Regions from separate parts of the Zea mays genome. Here region 1 is linked to region 2. Evidence: chromatin contacts called from public Hi-C data. All regions are on one chromosome and are shown on one strand. Each heading gives the region's core, a stretch centred on a gene start, on an enhancer-like site or on the middle of the called end of the contact. The rest is flanking DNA. Distances are from core to core; before and after follow the strand shown. Region 1 holds the start of LOC100304293. Region 2 holds the start of LOC100274191.

The links. Hi-C and Micro-C count contacts between places; a contact is called where the count stands out from the background.
Region 1: a contact with region 2 is called in a Hi-C map of leaf, with 6 times the contacts expected there. The contact joins the promoter of LOC100304293 here to the promoter of LOC100274191 in region 2. A contact is called at or near these places in 4 of 25 Hi-C or Micro-C datasets (bundle sheath, leaf and tassel).

What each region holds. Positions count from the first base shown.
Region 1 is chr7:139,468,529-139,473,446 of Zm-B73-REFERENCE-NAM-5.0, reverse strand. It overlaps LOC100304293, which reads right to left and starts at 2,702. Exons shown (of 12, transcript NM_001165735.1): 1 at 1,905-2,702; 2 at 1,586-1,715; 3 at 1,075-1,135; 4 at 854-967; 5 at 452-583; 6 at 256-363; 7 at 1-125. The coding sequence starts at 1,695.
Region 2 is chr7:139,321,823-139,327,189 of Zm-B73-REFERENCE-NAM-5.0, reverse strand. It overlaps LOC100274191, which reads right to left and starts at 1,838. Exons shown (of 4, transcript NM_001148564.1): 1 at 1,723-1,838; 2 at 1,292-1,473; 3 at 82-428. The coding sequence starts at 1,832.

The sequences.
Region 1 (4,918 bases), core at 1,453-3,952, 150 kb before region 2:
ATGTCCTCCGACAGCTTGCACGAGATCTTGGGCACGTACTCCGAGATGGAGGCGCTCAGGAAGTTGACGAGGCTGGAATGCCTCGCGCCTGCCTTTGCCTCTGGTGGTGCCTCCTCCTGCTCCTCCTGCGCGCGCGGCATGCGAGGCGTCAAAAAAAAAAAACCAACTGTTTCCCGGCTACGAAAGACCACCGCGCTGCTGATACGAACGAAACAGTTAAAGAATGGATGAAAACGATCCGTGCGCAGCACTGACAGAGCCTGAGATGGTCGTCGTCGGCAGGTCGAACGCCGCGGAGCGCTTTATGTCCCTCAGACGTAGCGCGCCCTCGTCGATGCTTTTCAGAAATTCTTGGTCCACCTGCTGCTAATAAAGTGGGTAGCGATGTTAGACTTCGTACCGTCCGATCTATCTCAGCAGCGTCTGATACGAGGGGGTTAGGGTAGGGTACCTCGCTTGTGAAGCTGCAGGATTCAGATACGTATTGATCAAACGCTCTTCTGTAGAGAGCGAGCAGGTGCAGTTCCTTGCGTATGACTTCCTGCTCGAGCGCTGCGATCTCCCCAACCAAATCTGCAACAGACTGTGGAGAGAGAGAGGCGAGATCAGGAGCTAAAAATGCACAAGAACACATTTGTTTTTCTCGGTTCAGCTTTCAGTGTCATGAACATGTTCGTGTTCAGATTTAAACCCGTACGTCACTCTGCCCGAATTTAACTGATGCATAACATAACCGCTATGCATGAACAGTAGCCCCTACAGCATTTGCGTTTTCATATTCCGTCTGCTTTGAGATATAGATATTACTGTTCTCGATGCTTTTTCCAGCAATTTTCCAGGACTTGCTACAAACCTTTGAGCTAGCCTTTTGGGTCCGTTCTGTTGCTTTTCTGGAGTAATGACCTGGCAATTGCTCTGGTAAATTCAGGGAGTGTCTTCTGTTGAACATCTTCTCTCTGTCGGCGGCCTGCATGATAAAAAAAAAAGTCATTACAGTAAGTAAACTGGAGAAATGCCTATGCAGGATATATATATATATACATACAGCAAGATAGGTCCGATTAATTTACTCACAGGCTTGCAGTAGGAGAACCGTGGCGACATGTCCAGTGCGCCATCATGTGGCTTCAGAATGCTAAGATGACAAGCAGTAAATGATTAGAACAGTTTTTTTCCATCTTGATATGCTGGCGCAAATCAGCTGAAAGTCGCCCTAGGCCTTGCTGACATTAGAACAAAAAAAAAACTCTGCACGAAAACTATTTTTACAGCCAGTGTGAGTTCGATCCATGCATGCTGGCAGCCTGGCACCATTGTCAACCGGTGTTCATGAGGATGGTCTCCGGGCAGTGGACTACACTACAGCTAGCGGGTACTGTACTTGTGGCCCAAAGGAATTCGATGCGGCGTGAAGAGGACGGTTGAATTGTACAGCAGGAAGTTAATAGGCTGCCGAACTGAAACAATGCAAAAAATCGCTGCGTGTAGAGGACGGGAGAGGAAAAAAATAAATCTCCATTCAGGTTTCACAGCGTTTGAGAGCTGAGAGGGCGCGTGCGAGAGAAAGTACAGCGCGCGAACTAACCTCCGTGAAGAGTACCGGCGCTGGAGACTGCAAGTCGACTGAACCGACCTCGGCGTGCCGGCGCAGGACGCCGTCTCCGAGAGCACCCTTGACCTCGACTCCCTCTCCATCGCCGACCGAGACCTAGAACCTGCGTCCAGGCGCCACAGCCTTTTTCAGTCCATGGCCAAGAAGAGTAGCATGTGCAACGGAAGCGATCCCCACACAGCTAGCGATGCACCGGATCAATCTCCCAGCGACCTTGTCGGTTGGGTTAGCAAGCATTACTGTAGCGGCGGTAGAGTATCTGGCGGCAGGAGCAGGGTCGCCATGCCCATACCTTGAGCTGTTACTGCCGGGAAGAGCGAGCTGTCTGTCCATGTGCGGCGGAGAGCAACAAAGGCGCCGTGGCTCAGCTTTCTCCGGGGGAGCTCAACTGCTGCTCCAGGCTCCGGCTGTTCGAAGAAGTGAGCTCCCTCACTCAGCTCGCTCACGCAGAGGAAAAAGACCAAGTCTTTGTTTTCTTGGATATCGCCGACAGAACAGGATCAGTAGCCAAGAACAAGAGGGAGGAGACGACAGGCTAGCTAGCTGCTGCTCGAAAATTCACAATGGCGCTCGTATAAGGACGAGGCCGAGAGGTAGGAGGAGGAGAAATAGCCCGCGAGGCGAAAGAGGCACAGGAAAGCTGGTGGCGCGGCAGCCGCCGCCGCCGCCAAAACAAATGGGAATGGAAAAGACGGGCAGGGAAAGCAAGGGCGGGTATTAAAAGGGAGGGAGGAGGAAGAAAGAGGAATCAATTAATCGGACAGTGGGCATCAATCCTCGTTGTCCCACCGCTGTTAATTCTTTAACCGGAGGAACAGGGAAAGGCTAGCGGCCTACTCCATCTCCCCCCAAATCAACCACTGCAATCTAATCACCACTGGTAGTGGTAATGATAACAGCGGATAGTCTGGCTGTATGTATCAGTAGCAGCAGATAATCTGGCCGGATCAGTAGCAGCGTCACAAGCAGGCAGGCAGGCAGGCACCAAATCTTGTTTTGTATTTGTGGCAAAGGATATGTGAGGATGGATGGATGGATCATGGAGTATTGTTAGGTGGGGGAGCAGGGAGGGCAGGTGGGATTTGGTTACTGGCTTCTCATGTTGCTGCTTTGGGGGAAGTAGCGTTGCCAGGGTTCATGACCAAGAAGATCACCATTCTTGGTCAATCACCGATTCACCTACACAGCATTAGGCTCTGCCATTTACCAGTACGCTCTGTGTACGTTGGTTCTCTTGTTCGTGGAACTGGAACCAGGCCAAAACACACAAAAAGGGTTTTTGGTTGCTTAAAGATCTGGGTGAACATGTCCGATTCTTTGACACTGCAAAGAGGGGCAAACAGTTGCACCTTTCTGTGGAGCAGACGCAACGCGGCTCGGGTTGAGTGAGCCAGCCAGCCCTGGCGGCGGGTGGTCAAACCGAACCGACGGTGCCTTGCACCAAGAGCAGTCCAACGCTGGTCGGCTGGTGGCGCCTTGCTCCTTCCCGTGACCCTCTCCCCCCCTGTCCAAAAGAGAAAGAGAGAGAAGACAGAAGAGATCGGCCTCTGAACTCCTCCGCTCTGATGCAACATCTCATCGTCTCCTCCTCCTCCTCCCCTCCCTTGTCCTGCAGGCCTGTGATCTGATCTCCGCAATAATGCAGGGTGAGAAAAAAAAAACGAGCACAGTTGTAAAGGAGGACCTCATCACCCACCGCCGAGGCGAGGCGAGCACCGGGTCACTGTCGTCTACCGCGACGTGCGTGCCAAGGAGCCAACAAGCCCGGCCGGGGAGATTCGGCGTGCGTTCCGTGCACGCACGCACGCACTCGCGAGTCGCGAGGCAGGCAAGCGGACAAACAGCGGCATGCGATTCCGCGCTGTGCCTGCCACACGAACAGACGTACGTCTGTGAGTCCCACCACACTGTATCGCACGCGTCGCAGCAACTCGCAGCGCATCAGATTTTACTACTAGTGCTGCTGCTACGGCAGGCCATGGCCATCATTCGCCGTTGATTTAATAATGATGAAAGGATGGGTTCGCGGCCGAAGATGAAGATCGGAGTGACAGGGGGATTGGGGGGGGGGGGGGGCGAGATCCGAGATGGGGGTCCGTCCAAGTAGCCAAGCTCCGATGGCGACGAATCCGCGCTCGTAATTTTTTATATGCCAGCCCGACCCCGCGAGTAAACAAACACGGCCAAGAATATAGATGTCCAATAAGCACGAGGCCCGCGAGCCCAGCACGAAGCCCGCTTTTTGGGCCCGGTCCGAGCCTGGCACGGCCCGGTTATATACGGGCCCGGGCCGGCCCGGCACGAATAAGCGGGCCGGGCTCGGACAGGAAATTAGGCACGGTGGGCTAGCCCGGCACGGCCCGTTTAGCTCTAAGCCCGTTAAGCCCGCTTTTTTTACACTAAAACGTACTTTTCGGCCCGTATAGCCCGCTTTTCGGCCCGCTTTTTTCGTGCTAAACGGGCCGGCCCGGCCCGTTTAAGCCCGTTGCGGTCCGGGCTCGGACAAGAAATTGAGCCCGCGTGCTTAGCCGGCCCGGCCCGGTTTTTTAATCGTGCCTGGCGGGCCGGGCCCAAAACGGGCCGGGCTTCACCGGGCCCGGGCCGGACCGGGCCGGGCGGCCCGTTTGGACATGTCTAGCCAAGAAGCAGGCATCTTCGTCCCACGACGGCGAGCGCTCCATATCCGCCGACGCGCGAGACGGCCAGACGAGACCGGGGCGCTGGTGGCCACCACCCACCTACCTTACCTGCTGCTGAGTTGCGTGTGCGGGGTGGATGGCCTGGCCCTGCTGCGTCTGCATGGCGATGGCAGCTGCTGACGCGCCCGCGCAGCCTGTTGCCTCACTGCCCGCCTGCCTGCCTGGTACTGATGATTAAGAGGCGCCTGATCAGCCGCGCGGCGCACACCGATGCGCCAGCGTTGCGGGGACGTTACACGTGTGGTGCACTGCACTGGTGTGGCTCCAGGAGACGGCAGCCGGTCCACTCCACCTCGCTGCCCATGTGTGCGTGCGGCCCGCGGCCGTGTGTCGGTGCCGATCCACCTGCTGGCGGGATCGGGGGGGAAAAAACCCATGCGCCCACGCCCATTCATTGCGCGGCGCGGCGCGGCGCGCTAGGTGGCGGACGGTCGGATTCCGATGGTAGGTAGGAACCAAACAAAAGCGGGGCGGGGCGGGGCGGGGCGGGGCGGAGAGACAGGCAGCGCGTCTGCCCGCTCTGCTGGTGCTATGCTATCCGTCCCGTCCGTGCGATGCTGGTCGACGAGGCATCATCATCATCGTTCAGGTCCCCGGAACCTTTGCG
Region 2 (5,367 bases), core at 589-3,088:
AAAAACTTATGGACACCAAATTATTAAGGACCATAAAATTCCGTGGAAGAGCAAACATCATTAGCATAGGATGTTTCAAACCTCAATAGATGGCATAGTAACAGAGATGTGGAGATCTTTGCCATCATTTATAGCTTCCAACATGGTGATGCACTGGGAACTCTCCACGTTCTGTGCAGGGTCCTGACCAGTAGCAATGAAGATGGCTGCCACAATGTTACTTGCATGGGCATTGAAACCCCCAAGAGCTCCAGCAACAGCTGAACCGGCAAGGTTCTTGATCACGTTCAATTCTACGAGAGCCTGTACGTTTGTCTTGAGAACCTTTTTCACAACTTCTTCCTTGATTACCGCCTCGCAAACCACCGACTTCCCACGGCCATCGATCCAGTTCACAGCAGCTGACTTCTTGTCAGAACAGAAGTTACCTATTTTGTTACAGAATATATTAGTTAAGAAAATACAAGGCATCAAAATGGCAAGAAACAATTTTGTGGATTCTAATAAAATCTCACCCAAAAAACTGCACCTTCTATTCTTCCTATCTCTCTCATATCATTAATTAATTGTGCTACGCCACTTCGTAACTGTGATATTGGAAAATCAGCTCACTGCTATTACTTATGCTATGGGCAAGATATGAGTTGACACTTGACGTATCATTTCAAAACACTATATACTAGTACTCTAGTAGAACGCAGTCATTGGTTTATTTTTTATTTGTGTGAATTATCCATATAAGTACAGTATTCAAATGTTCATTGCCTACAGGTGGAGGAACCGGACAGAAAGGCACAACTGCATAAGTGAGAGCAAGTGAAGTCAACATCAGCTACTGGTGTCATGCCTAATGCCTAGATTGTTCCCAGTCTATGAGGGTTAGAAAAATGGTTTTCACAAAATTGAGTCCATCTAGGTTTGTTCCAAGTCAAACTTTTTTCTTACCTTCGTACTATCAATATTTAAGATTCTCTATAGTTTTCCAACATAAGGCAAGCGTACTAGACTGATTATAAACAATATTTTTAATCATAAACTATATTTCTTTCCATGTAAGATATTGTATTTCACATATATTGCTATGTCGTAGTGTAATCGGTGAGAATTTTTTATCTGGTTCTTGAATTAGAATATGCTGATCTCAAATAGAAACAGTCAGCAAAGCAGGTCAAATTCACAAACGGAGTTTAAGAATTTATAACATGGGGAAACCTGATATGCTGATGACATCCATATCACAAAGCAGGTCAAATTCACAAACGGAGTTTAAGAATTTATAACATGGGGAAACCTGATATGCTGATGACATCCATATCAGGGAAGTCAGCCTGGAGGTAGTCCAGCACGTTCTGTACACCTTTGGAGACCATGTTCATCCCCATGGCATCCCCTGTGCTGCAGCTGAACCTCATGTAAAGGTTCCTCCCTGCAATCGCACACTTCACTCCCTGCAGCCTTCCAAATCTGCTCGACCTGCACAAATATTTCCCAAAACAGGTCGGTCACATCTCACATAATCCCAGTCTAAATCCTCAAGTTATAAAAAAGTGGGCAACAGTACAGGCAATTTATGGGTTTAAAAATTGACAGATGCCAACTGTTGCTTTGATCGGGATGGATGCACTGCACAGAGATGTGTTGTCAAGCACAAGAGCGCGCGTGGAGCATGGGTCGAAAGCGAAAGGGACAATGTGCCGTTGATTTAGAATCTAGCGTTCTTACCTGTTAAACACCATAGCCAGGGTGTCAAAGTTCGCTGGGTCCTCCAAAAAGGCCTTGAGCTCGGCGGCGCGGCGTGCAGATGGGAACCGGACGGCCGGGGCTCGCGTCATCCCGTCCTTGAGCACGACGCTGGAGGCCCCACCGGACTCGGCAATTGCCTTGCATCCGCGGTTGGTGCTGGCGACGAGGCAGCCCTCGGTGGTGGCCATTGGTACGTAGAGCCGGCGGCCGTCGAGAAGGAGCGGGCCGGCGACGCCCACGGGAAGCTGCACGAACCCCACCGGCAGCTCGCAGCACTGGCCGAGGATGGACGCGTAGTCGAACCCATCGAGCGGGAGCCCGTCCATCTCCCTCCCGGTGATCCTGCGCAGCGCCTCCCGCCTGATCCCGGCGGCCCGGCGGCAATCTCCCAGCCTAGTCTCCAGCACGTAGGACGGGATCTTCCCTGCCACGACCGCGGCCACGATCTCCTCGTCCTCCTCCGGCATTTTCTCCGGCGCGGCGGCGGGGCTCCCCAGCAGCGCACACGGGGCCGCCGGCGCGGGCGGCGGCGGCGCCCGCGCCTGTCCGTGGCGGGAGTCGATGATGAAGTCCTCCTCGTCGTCGCTGTTGGAGACGACGGACTGCACGAAGGCGATCCCGAAGAAGCTGAGGAGGTAGATGAGCGACGCCACGAGGCCGCAGATGGCGAAGATCTCGGCGAGGGAGACCACGTGGAGCGGCGTGGAGGAGCGGATCTTCTCCCGCCACCGCCGCATCAGGTACACCAGCGACGCGGCGAACAGCGCCGAGAAGATGAGGTTCGTGTGCCGGATCGGCAGCGGCAGCGCGTCCCCCGCCTGCACACGCACCCGCTGCCCCTCGCCGCCGGTCGCCTGCTGGCGCCGTGGGGCGCTCCCGTGCGGCGGCGGAACCCTGCGGCGGACCTCCATAGCCATAGGGTGGCGTCGGGCTTGCTCGTCGGCGCTCAACCGCACGGCGGCAAGGAGGAGGAGCGGAGCAGTGGCCCGGGGTTTGGGGATTTGATTTGGGAGGAGAGATCGATCTCGACCCGGGCGACCTCATATAGCTTCGCCGCCGGTTACCGTGACCTCAGCGGACTCGTTGACAGGCTGGGCCCACCATGGTTCGTTGGGCCCCAACCGTGCTGGCCTCGCCCTCGGCTGGCTTCATGTTGCAGTTGCAGCCCTGCTCTCGCGGTCTCGCCACGGCCCGGGCCGCTGCCCCTACAGTTGGAGGGTTTGGACGTTTGGTATGGTTTCCCGTTTGGGTTGTCTGTCTGGACAGGACAGGTGTACGCCTAGATGCTGTCCACTTTCCAGCCCTACGTTTCTGTTGCTAGTATAGAGAGTAGGAGAACACTTCTGTTGCTAGTTGCCTAGTTCCAGTGTCACGTATGCACGTTACGTGACTTGAAGGGCCAATGCCCTCGCGACACGCCCTACCGAGGCAAGTACCAACGCGTTAGTGCCGCCACTACGTGTCTTGGTTGTTTTGCTAAACAAATACGACTCCTGTTTTTTTATATAATTGTAAAATATATTGTCATATAAATCTATTTAAAGACATAAATAATAAAAACAGTTTGTCTGTAAACTTAGTTAAAATTAAAAAATTAATATGGAATAGCATTTTTTCTATACGAAGGGAGTATTTAGAGTTTAACCTTTCTTTCTTTCTTAAAAAAATAAAAGCTACATGTTTCTTTATATCAAATGATCTTATGTATCTCGCAGAAATAAAGTTTTGATGTGCATGCTACGTGTTTTTCTTTTGCTCGCTACAGAGTTTAGTTGTTATTCTCGTTATTTCCTTTCAAGTGTTTTCTATATAGGCAGTCTCGCAAGGCTAATTGTTTATCAAATTCTTCTACAGAACATATCATGTTTAGACCAGTCAATTGGTGCAAACTTTACCTGCAGTCATTTTACTTTTTTAAAAGAGTGACCTTTTAGTACTGGGTTTGAGATAAAAACCGGTACAAAAAGACCCCTTAGTAGCGAGCCATGCAATCGGACCAGGGTTTGGCACATTTAGTCCTAGTTGCTTCGTATAGGTTGGAAATCTAGTATTTTACTTTGTTTCCAATCAGTACTTATGTTTGTTCTCTAGTTGTGGGAAGTGGTGTGTCCATACTATCTAGTAATGTGGGGCTATAATCTTTCGGTTGCTTGTTGACTATCGATCCTTTAAAATACTAGCTGAATGTCCGTGCGTTGCAACAGGAATATAAAATACCAGCATACTACGATAATTTATATACAAAATGTGTGTTATACCGTTATGAGAAAATATTTCATAATCAATTTGTGATTATGATCATACATAAATTTTGTTATTTATAATCTATATGTTTCACCACTACATTGCAACCATCAATATCATGCAGACTTCGATATATGTCACGATTTGCATGGTCGCATCATTGGAGAGCACGTTCCACACACACCGAAAGAAATTCCCTCGTACATCGTTAGTCATCAGACACGTACCACCATACGCTTTTGCTTAAACAAAAGGCAAGTGTGTGTTTGCGAAGAGAATTAATGGCAAGTCGGCACAAAAGCTACCCCAACGGTGGCGAGGATGACGAACTGGTCATTGTTGTCGGTCCTCCTCTGCGTCACCTCTGGCGCCAAGATAACGCCACAGTTCTCGATATAGTAGTCGTCGAACGCGCGTGACATACTGAGTACTGATGACTCTTAGTTGGGCTATAAAACGAAGTGCACCCTGGTCTCATCAGCAAGGTAGTACCCCTGGGCCCTGGCCGTTGCACCACCGGATGCGCTACTCCTCTACATACATCATGTTCGAGGACACTTGTTGGGGACTTGTTCTCAAATGCTATGAGTTAAGAACAAGGCAACACAGAGAATGTTAAACGATAAAGTCCTTCGTCCTTTGAGGCATTATTTCCCTTAGGATATAACGATCTCCGGACGAAGGTCATGAAGGATGAACCTTCATGATCACAGTATACATTAATGAAAGACGAAGCATATGAAACATAAAAGATAGCACGAATAATCATATAACATCATTCATTTGACTTTATTATATCATCATAGAGAAATAGAGACAATATCGAATTATAAATGTACCTTCGGCTTGGAAGGAGATGAAAATACAAGTGTGACGCAAAAGCAAATGCCAAGTCAACGTGAACAGTACGGGGGTACTGTTCACCTATTTATAGGCACGGGGTACAACCCATACAAAATTACATACATGCCCTTTACATTTGGTGATAATTCTATAGCACTCTATCGAGGTCTAAATGGCCTTTTCATCTTTAAGTCGGTTCCCTTTTCTGCGAACATGCCGAAGCTTTCCTGCTTCACAGCTTCGGCGCTGTGTCAACCTTTGTAGCTTTTCCCTTTCTGATACGAGTCCGAAGATACCTGCTCACACATTTTAAGCCGCTTCTCCCTTGAAGACCTTCGGCGACGAAGCATAGACCCAACAGTAGCCCCTTTCGCGGTGCTAGATCGTTTTTCGTAACGAGCTTGATCCGTGAAAAAAGTCTCTTAAGCTTCGGGGAGCCGAAGGTCCAAAAAACACCTTCCCTGAGCTCGTTGCCGAGAAACGATTTAATTTCCCAGCACGCAGCGGTCCCACCTTGCAGAGTTTACTGTTTGTCCC